Linked DNA regions of Mus musculus: region 2 is linked to region 1. A link is a contact called in public HiChIP or PLAC-seq data. All regions are on one chromosome and are shown on one strand. The core of a region is the stretch at or near the end of the contact, and the rest is flanking DNA. Distances in the headings are between cores, read along the strand shown.

Evidence for each region. HiChIP or PLAC-seq counts read pairs in DNA pulled down with a chosen protein or histone mark.
Region 2: an H3K27ac HiChIP or PLAC-seq map of the NIH/3T3 cell line shows a contact between it and region 1, with 4 times the contacts expected there. The contact joins two enhancer-like sites. A contact is called at or near these places in 1 of 39 promoter capture datasets (the 3T3-L1 cell line), 11 of 484 Hi-C or Micro-C datasets (Sertoli cells, adipose-derived mesenchymal stem cells, cerebral cortex and 5 more) and 4 of 115 datasets of contacts at active chromatin or transcription factors (the NIH/3T3 cell line, embryonic hindbrain, embryonic limb bud and 1 more).

The regions. Positions count from the first base shown.
Region 1 is chr4:31,640,050-31,644,768 of GRCm38.p6, reverse strand. No RefSeq gene overlaps it. Among named protein-coding and RNA genes, the nearest start is that of Gm42315, 130 kb to the right of the region's middle. Within about 2 kb of position 2,373, at least 108 of the 459 cell types and tissues checked have an H3K27ac peak or open chromatin away from gene starts, as enhancers often do. A contact at or near this core is called in the NIH/3T3 cell line and adipose-derived mesenchymal stem cells, where this site is marked.
Region 2 is chr4:31,939,367-31,944,085 of GRCm38.p6, reverse strand. No RefSeq gene overlaps it. Among named protein-coding and RNA genes, the nearest start is that of Map3k7, 22 kb to the left of the region's middle. Within about 2 kb of position 2,420, at least 42 of the 459 cell types and tissues checked have an H3K27ac peak or open chromatin away from gene starts, as enhancers often do. A contact at or near this core is called in the NIH/3T3 cell line and adipose-derived mesenchymal stem cells, where this site is marked.

The DNA of each region.
Region 1 (4,719 bases), core at 1,124-3,623:
TAGCTGCTTTTCTAGTCCAAAGTCTGAACAATCTTTCACATTTCTCAAAAAAAAATATATAGTCAGGTCTATCACAACAATAACCTACTGCCTGGTTCCCATTTCTGTCTTAATTACTTTTTTATTGCTATGAAGAAACATGATGACCAAGGTAACATGGAAGAAAGAGCTTATTTTGGTCCTTAGAGTTTCAGAGCGCAAGTGTGTGACTATCATTGCAGGAGGCACAGCACTTGAGCAGTAGTTGAGAGAATACATCTCCATTAGAGAGTAGGAGGGAGGGAGGGAGGAGAGAGAGAGAGAGAGAGAGAGAGAGAGAGAGAGAGAGAGAGAGAGAGAGAGAGAGAACAAACTGTAAATGGAGTAAGCTTTTAAAATCTCAAAGACCACTCCTTAGTAACACATTTCCCTCCAAGAAGCCAAACCCCCTAATCCTTCCCTGTTTGGGAAACTGTTTGTTTCATGAACTTAGGACTAAGCATTTAAATTTATGAGTCTACAGCGGCCATCCTCATTCAGATACCACATATACCAAAATATCCCCTTTAAGCTCTTGCTAATGAATTTATGCAAATGTAATTAAAGAAAAACAACCATTTTCTCAAACATAGCAAAGTATTAAGCATGAACATATAGTTTTGTCTCAGGAAACATACTACACTCATATTCTTTTCTATATTAGTTACCTTTCTATCATTAATTAATGCTATCATTAAATGCCCTGAGAAAATCAAATTAAGAAAGACGGGTTTTGTTTTGCCTTATGATGCTAGAGAGATTGAATTGGTCATGGTGGAGAATGCATGGCAATAAGCTGGCATGGCAGCAGGGGCAGAAAGCTAGCTATTCACATTTCAACTATGAGCAGGAAGCAGAGAGACAGAAAAGGAAGCCCTCCAAGGCTGCGAGCCTTCAAAGTCAGCTCCAAATGACATATGCCCCAGCAATGCATCATATCTAAAGGTCTATAACCTCCCCAAAGAGTGCCACCAACTGGGACCAAGTAATCAAATACATGAGCCTAGTATCTGTGTGGCAGGGGGTGTGGGTGGATGGGTGGGGTGGGGTGGGCAGGTGGGATGGGGTAGGGAATTTCTCATTCAAAGCACACCATGTCTTCTGCTCTCTGATCTCTTTTCAAACTGCATTTGACCTAATGTCATTTATAATGTTAGGAGTGATAGCTGATATGTGCCTCTTATGTGCTGCACATTTTCTATGTTATTGACTGTATGCACACAAAGTTTACCACAGTGAGCTTTGTTATCTCCTGTCCACTGCTGTTGAGATCATTTGAAGATTCAATGGAGGAGTAGAATGAATATCCAAGCCAAGGCTCAGCAAATGTAACAGCCCCTCTGGGGCCATCTCTTCAGAGGCAGCCTTCTCTGAAATGTTGACACTGCATCTCTTTGTGGTCATGGTAAGTGATGGGATTTTAGATAAAGAAATGAAAGAGCAATGACAGCTCTTACGGGGAAAATGTTATTATTAAAAATGATCACTTTTTCCAAGTATAGCAATTTAAGCAGACACTCCTCCAGGCCTGTAGTGTTGAAGATGGCGTTCGGGAACTAGAAATGCTAAGAATTGCATCTGATTTGGACTTTGTAACTGGTGTATATTCAGTACAGTCCTTTGCCCAAACAGATCATACCGACAAGCCTAAAGACAGTTGGCCTGCTGTCAGTCAAATTTGTTCAGAGTGCATGGTCTGGGGGAATTAAACGTTACCCAGCTCTGTGGCTTCAGCATTTCATGTCTCTAACTTCCTAGCATCATCAGCTTTTGGCTGCTAGCTGCATTCTCCTGTGTTGAATCAGAGGGGTCAGAGAAGTCATTTGCTATGTCTCGTTCCAAGTTCCTGCTGTGGTTACTAAGCAGAGGCATAAAAACAGAAAGTCTATGGGGTGGGGAGGAGCTGGCCTCAATGCCCGCACAATGGTGGGTAAGGCTTGTGGAATACTGACAAGAACAGTTGGCTATAGACCTTGTTCCTAGAGACCTGGGATGAGTGTGGTGCTCCTCCATTCTCCTGTTCATCTCCGTGCCAAGGTGCCCTGGGGTGAGTATCCTCTGAGCACCGTGGAACAAACACACTGCGTTCATTCCCCTGTGCCTGCACCATTAGCTAAGGCTCCCAAGATAACGGTCTCCACAAAGTAAAACCAGTTCCTTTCACTTCATAAATGATTTATTAGCCCTTGAAATAGGACTCTCTCTCTCTCTCTCTCTCTCTCTCTCTCTCTCTCTCTCTCTCTCTCTCTCTCTCATGTGTGCGTGTGGAAGTGGTATGTGCAGGGCTAATGGAACAAGGACTGAAGATGTTTTGGGTTGTAGTATATACACATCACACAAGGTGGCAGAGTGTGCACGAAGCGATCCTGCAGAGGAGGCTAAGACTGCATGGTTTGCAGCAAAACCAGGTTCTCCCTCCCACCTCTGTGGCTGCAGCTGCCGCTGCTCCACTCTGGGTGTGCTCAGGCGTTTGTGCTGGAATGGAATATGCCACATATTTAATAACCACCAGCACCCCGATCCTTTGCTTTCCATTCTAAAGCATCGTAAATGATTAGCCCTCGCTGGTTTCTTGAAAATGTGAACCGAGTCTTGATTCCAGTTTATATGTGTTCTCTTTGAAAACACAGGCTTATTCCACACTGGCTTTCTAGTTCAGCTCAAGGACACCATAAAAGCAGGGCCTCAGACGGTTTTGTAACACATGATAATCAAATTTTAACTTTTTATCTTCTCCATATAGGGTGTGCGTGTGAATTTAAATATTTATTAAATATTTGTCAAGCTTATTAACTCTGTTTATTTTTCCCCATAAGGAGACTTAAAGGTCTATGGATTTATTTTTAAATTAAATCGAATGGTTAATACTTAATTCTAATCATTATTAATTCAATTTTTAATGTAGTCATTTTATAGCTGAATTTAATATTTTACCAGACTCGAGCTTGTGAACAAGGCCATTAGCAATAGACTGCATAGGGCTGTCACACCATGTATCAGAAACAGCACAGAATAAATTTATTTGTACTATTAGCCTACTCAGTACAAAGAAAGGAGACATCTCTCAAAGTCACAGGAAAAAGCATTTGATCTCTGGACTGAAAAATGGAAGCTATACATATGCCTCATTTCTCATATAAAATTCACGTCTTAGCTTCAGAAGTTTGAACAGATACAATTTATTTTCCCAGGCACTATATAGAAAATATTAGGATCGACAATGGGAGAGCAAAATGCTTATCCTCCATAAAGTAGGTCAGGCAGTTTACCACGCTGGTCTGTCAGGTAGATGGCTGCTTACAGCTCATCACTGGGGGCCTCTTCCTTCCTTCTTTCACTCGTCTGATCACTGTTTTCCAGGGCCTTTCTGTTCTCCCGACAAGTGTTGTGTCCCTCCCTCCTGTGACTTAAATTATAACTCTTATTTCTAGGCCCTTTTCAGTCACAGCTCTCATTCTTCTCCACCCACCAACACTGCAGTAGCTAACTCCTACCGGCTTAGGGAAAATCGGTTTTTGACATTTTTTTTCCCTAATGCCCCAGGCAATGACAAGCGGTGGATAGCTTGTAGTTGGTCATAGTGTGAGTATTTACACCACATCAGTCAGCCGACACCAGAAAATAGGGCTCTTCCAAGCCACCCTTCTAGCCGGTTTATCTTTGTATAGCAGAGCTGTAGCAGGGATTCAAAATGAAAAACGTACCCCCAGTTGATTTTGCTCTCCCCAAACCTGCTATTTTGTAGTTAATAGCACATTATACGAAGTTATTTAAAAATTCTATTTAATATGCATGCATGCATATAATGTGTTGCGAGCCACGCCTTCCTTTCTAACTCCTCTCCCATTCACCACATTTCTCCTTTATGTACGCTACCTCTGTGTGTTTTCAGTATGATGCTCACTGAGTCAGTTTAGCAAAACAATATGTAGGACACGGCAGTGAAGCTACACAGATCAGCTCACAGTGTTGGTACAGCACATGTAAACACAAGGTCAAGGCAGCTGAAATACTGGAATTGATGAGGGGGTCACAAGGTAAAGGCAAAAGAGCCAGAAGAGATGAGGGGGTGGGTGGGGCTTATGAAGTTCCGCCCCCTGTCTGATAGTTGACAGCTGCTAGCCTAGCAAGGGAGAGTCATTGTTCTTCAGGGATTCTGGCCCTGAGAGGCAACCCACACTCTAGTAAGATGATCTCACAGCCATGCACATGCAGGTAACACTAAATGACTCAGTGAGCATTGATTGCATTGAGAACATCTAGGTTTTGTCCTTAGGACTCCAGAGGGCGATAGTGGGATGGGACAAGAAGGAACTTACTCTTTTCCATTCGTTTCATGTTCCTGAAAGCAGGATAGAGTCAGTGATCAGGGATGGAGATCAGCCTTCTTTCCTAGCTGGAAACTTTCTCTAGCTCTGTTACTCTCTCATAGTGTCCCGCAAAGCCACCACTAGCAACAATGGAGGGCTGTCTTCTAGCTGCATTAACTGTAGTGACTTAGGGAGCTTTTCTGGGAAGAGTCCCTCTCAGGTGTTAGAGCCCAGTCCAAAGAACTTCTGCATTATAAGGTCTGGTCCTTCCTCATGTTTGCCCAGACCAAAATGCATGGCTTCCTACAATTATCAGTTCCATGTTGCCTCAGTCTTCTCTACAAAGAGTCTTCTCTGTCTTCTACTAGCAATGTCATCCCTTTGCTATAAT
Region 2 (4,719 bases), core at 1,171-3,670, 300 kb before region 1:
AACCAGTACCCCAGAGCTCTTGACTCTAGCTGCATATGTATCAAAAGATGGCCTAGTCGGCCATCACTGGAAAGAGAGGCCCATTGGACTTGCAAACTTTATATGACCCAGTACAGGGGAATGCCAGGGCCAAAAAGTGGGAGTGGGTGGGTAGGGGATTGGGGGGGAGGGCATGGGGGACTTTTGGGATAGCATTGGAAATGTAAATGAGGAAAATACCTAATTAAAAAAAAAAAAAGATGTTCCTCAGATGTAGCTCCAAGTTGCTTGGCTCATCAACCCTCCTGTCCCAGCCTTCTGGTGGGTACCTGCCCTTACATGTAGGTGTTTGTGTAATTATTGTGCAATTTTTTTCCTAAATTAGTTATCGTTTTCTTTGTTCTTCAGAATTCACATCACTATCAAAAGGTCAATATTTTACATATACTTTACATGTAATATCATATATTTAGTCTATGTACCAAATGCTTTCACAGTATAAGTGTGCCCATCCCAGTGGATCTGCCGTGCTCTTTCTTAGTTACCCCTCCCATAGTCTCCAGAGCCTAGGGTGGTCCTGATTTTTATTCTGTTTGTTTCTTCCGACTAGTGTCAAGCTGATGATTTATACTAGTTGATGAACTTTGAACTAATCTTCCTTCAGCACTTATCTGTTCTTCTTATTATTCATGCAGAAACAAAAAAATCCGCTTCAGAAATTGAAACTCAGAACTTAATTTGGCATGAGACAGCCAGTCTCAGCACAGCCAGTCATTTTAAGTTAGGATGTTATGTTATCTAACTCAGTTAGGATGTTATGTTATCTAACTCAGTTAGGATGTTAGGTCATCTAACTCAGTTAGGATGTTAGGTTCTCTAACTCAGGATGTTTTGTTCTCTAACTCAGTTAGGATGTTAGGTTATCGAAATCAGTTAGGATGTTATGTTATCTAACTCAGTTTCTCTGGTTACACCAGGTACAGAATGAAAATAGGATGGTATCTAGGGCCCAATAATAGAAACAAGGCAAGATTTCCCTGATTATTACCTCTTTTGACTCCTCCAAGATCATCCTTAGAAATCTTACCAGTGCTTTGAGAACCTCTCTGTATTCTTTTTTTGTTTTGTTTTGCTTTAGGGGCAGGGTATCTCTTTGTAGCCCTGGCTGTCCTGAAACTCACTATGTAGACCAGGCTGGCCTTGAACTCAGAAATCTGCCTGCCTCTGCCTCCCAAGTGCTTTGATTAAAGGCATGCACCATTGCCCAGCTCTCTCCGTATTATTATATGAATCTATTTATTTAAATATAAATTATTTTTAGTCTTTTTTTCTGTTTCTCTTTTATTGTAAACAGTCTCTCTCTCTCTCTCTCTCTCTCTCTCTCTCTCTCTCTCTCTCTCTCTCCCTGTCTCTCTCTCATAATATATCCTGATTACAGTTTTCTCTCCTCTACTCCTTCCAGTGTCTCCCTAGCTTCCCCAATCCAGATCCACCCCCCCACTTCTTTCTCTCATTAGAAAGAGAACAGATTTCTAAGGGATAACAATAAAATAATAATAATAATAATAATAATAATAATAATAATAATGGAAACCCTAACACATCAGAATAGGACAAATAGGACAAAACAAACAGAAAGAAAAGATCCTAAGATAAGGCACAAGAAACAGTCATAGATGCAGAGATCACCCATTTGCATACTCAGGAATCCTATAAGGACACTAAACTGAAAGCCATAATATATATATATATATGCAAAGGGAAAAGAATATATGTATATATAAATAACATATAAATAAGAGTAAGAAGACTAGAATTTAAAAAGAAATAGGAGAATCCCATTGTGATACGAGGAACCTCCAAAGATGGTATCGAGTTCTCTTTCTATTGGCCATCTATTGCTGGGCATGTAGCCTACCCTTTAAGAGTAGTCTGGTTCCCCAGAGAAACTCTGTGAGTTCATATGTGTACCAGTGCAGTTGATTTAGAAAGCCTTGTCTTCTTGGAGTCCTCCATTCCTTCTGGCTCTCATATCCTTTTTTGCCTTCTTTTCTGAATGGCTCCCTGATCCCTGAGGGGAGGGATTTGATGGAGCCACGCCATTAGGACCGAGTGTTCCAAGCTCTCTCACTCTCTGCACATTGTCTGGCTGTGGATCTCTGTGTTTGTTCCCATCTGCCGCAGGAGGAAGCTGCTCTGGCGATGGGTGAGCAAGGCACTGATCTTATGAACTGACCTTGTTAACACAGCCCAAATCACCCCTCTGCACTGGCCCTGTCTCAGTACAGTTCAATGGGTTTAACTGTTGCTTTCAAAGTCTCTGTCTGAAGATGAGTAATTTTCCTGGAGTGTCTTTGGTCTCTTTTATAAATAGAACTTTGGTGGTTGAGTTTCACTTGTGTTGTAGACATGCTCAGACATGTCTGGGTCTTCTGTGTCTGCAGCTTGGCTTGTTTTTATTCTTATGACAACTTACTCTCCACTACTAACCCACTGATATGAGTCATCTGTTTTATCTAGCCCTGATTCTTCCAATAAGAAAATTACAAGTTATTTAATTGGACGAAATTTTAACTGGAAATTTCATGTATGCATTTCAGTATGCACTTCAATGTATTAAACATAGACATATAAAATGCCTTTGTACACTGAATTTGAAATCTTCTAAACCATGTTATTAGGTATGGTTTTTAGAATAATGTTGACTTGGAATTCATGGCCAATCAAAAGTTTAGCTTCACTTATGTTTGTGGTTTTATTTGAGGAATAGTGTTTATGTATATATGTGCATAACTGATTATATTTTATCCTTATTTGAAAAAAAAAACTCAGAAAAGTAAAAAGAACCAATAAGATAAAAATACTTAACTGTCTTAATAATATCCTAACAATGGAATTTGGGCAAGACTAAAATAAACTGAGAATATTGTCACTTTCAAAGGTTCTTTTGACTTCGGCAGCTTGTCTGCTGAGGTATACTGAAAGAAAGAAAAAAGTGCTTGTATGTAAGATGTTTCAGAAATATTCCACTCAAGACTCTGAAGTATGATGAAAGATAGAATGACATTTTGTAGCTCTTTGAAGAGAAAACCCAGTGTTTAAATGACTTATAATTTTCTTATTTCTATTTATCATAATTTGCAATGACATGTGAAATATTAACCCTGTGTAGGTTTATCCTAACCTTGGAGGCTCCTCTAGGTTTCTTGTAACCACTTTTCTATAAGAAGCTTCAAAAATGACTGGACTGTAAGAGTTGTCAGTAAATGTGTTGAATGAAGGAAAGCAATGAACTTGGGTGAGTGTTCAAAGAAAAGCTGTCCAGGAGCATGTGAGGCGAGGCAGGTATATTTTACATATTGATGGAGGTAGCCAAATGTTCTTCAAAATAATGCAATGCATTTTTTTCTTGTTGAACTAGAATACCTAAAACTATATGTAGGTTTATTTTATTTCTTGTGAAAGAGTTAATTTAGGGCTATTGCAAAGGTGTCCGATTATTTATATTTTAAACAGTTGAGAAGAAAATGTGTTGAGAAATGTTGCATTAAAGTTTTGTAAAACAAACAAGCAACCAGACAAAGGCCCATAAAGTTGATGGTTTGTTTTCTCTTGGGAAGTAACATAAAACTAAAACATTTGTAAACATTGCCTGGACAGAAACTTTAGGGAATATATTTTAGATAAAGGAAAGAACAAATATATAAATAATAGAAAAAAATCCAAATACTGAATAATACAAATGAGGTTAAATGAATATTGTACACCTGTACTTGGAGTACTATGGAGTCTTACAAGGAATGAAGCATCAGAAAGATGTCCTCTTGTAATTAAGAAAAGCACATATCTATCCTGTTTTCTTGAAGTCTCAGTGTTTGTATATGCACACGTGTTTTTGAGCAAGAAAAATACAGAGAAAACTTGGGAGATACAAACCCAAATGCAACCGTGCTCCCTCCAGAAGTGAATGGACTGGGCTTCTTAGATAGGGAGTCTTTACTTAATACATTTTTTTTTAAAAGGAAGAAAAGACACATTATATGGGAACATGGTGAGTCACTTGGCAAGCACATAGTTAATAAGTTTGCAGGAAGTTTCCAGATTTTTTTTTTTGAGTAATCCTTTGTTAGACTATAAACTAGGTTAGGCTAAGTTGGTGATTTCTGATCTTGCAGTAGCCATGGACTCTGTAGTTTGCATAGGGGCTCAGGTAGAATTCCTGTACGTGGAGATGATGAAAGCAAAGCGCTCGCTGAGAGAGGAGTGAGGGGGTTTCTCTGCCTTCCCTTTTCTTAATCTTCTCACAGCTCCTAGGGCTCTGAACAACACAGTTTGAAATACACTGGTCTCTTCCTGGGATGCCTTTGATTTAGTCCTTCCTGAAGGTCAGAGGAATATACCAGTTCTGTGATTTTAAAATACAGAGAATAAAGAATGCCTAGAGGTAACCCCTGAGTTCCACCTTGTCTTGCAGAAGACATTTGGATAGGAATCACTCACAGCGTGCTAGATGTTTCTGGCTGCACAATAGAGCGAGGGTGGCTTTTGGCTGGCACTCCTTAGCTTTGGAGTCCTCGCCCTTTCACTCTGAAGGTTCAGGCATAGGATCTGCACCCTCTGTATGGCTAGACAACTAGACCTCTTGTTAAGGCAATACCTGTAAGTCCTGTAAACCGTTGCGCCACCTCTCTTAGTTATAACTAGACAAGCAGCTTTTAAAAGTAAAGTTGCTTTGTATTT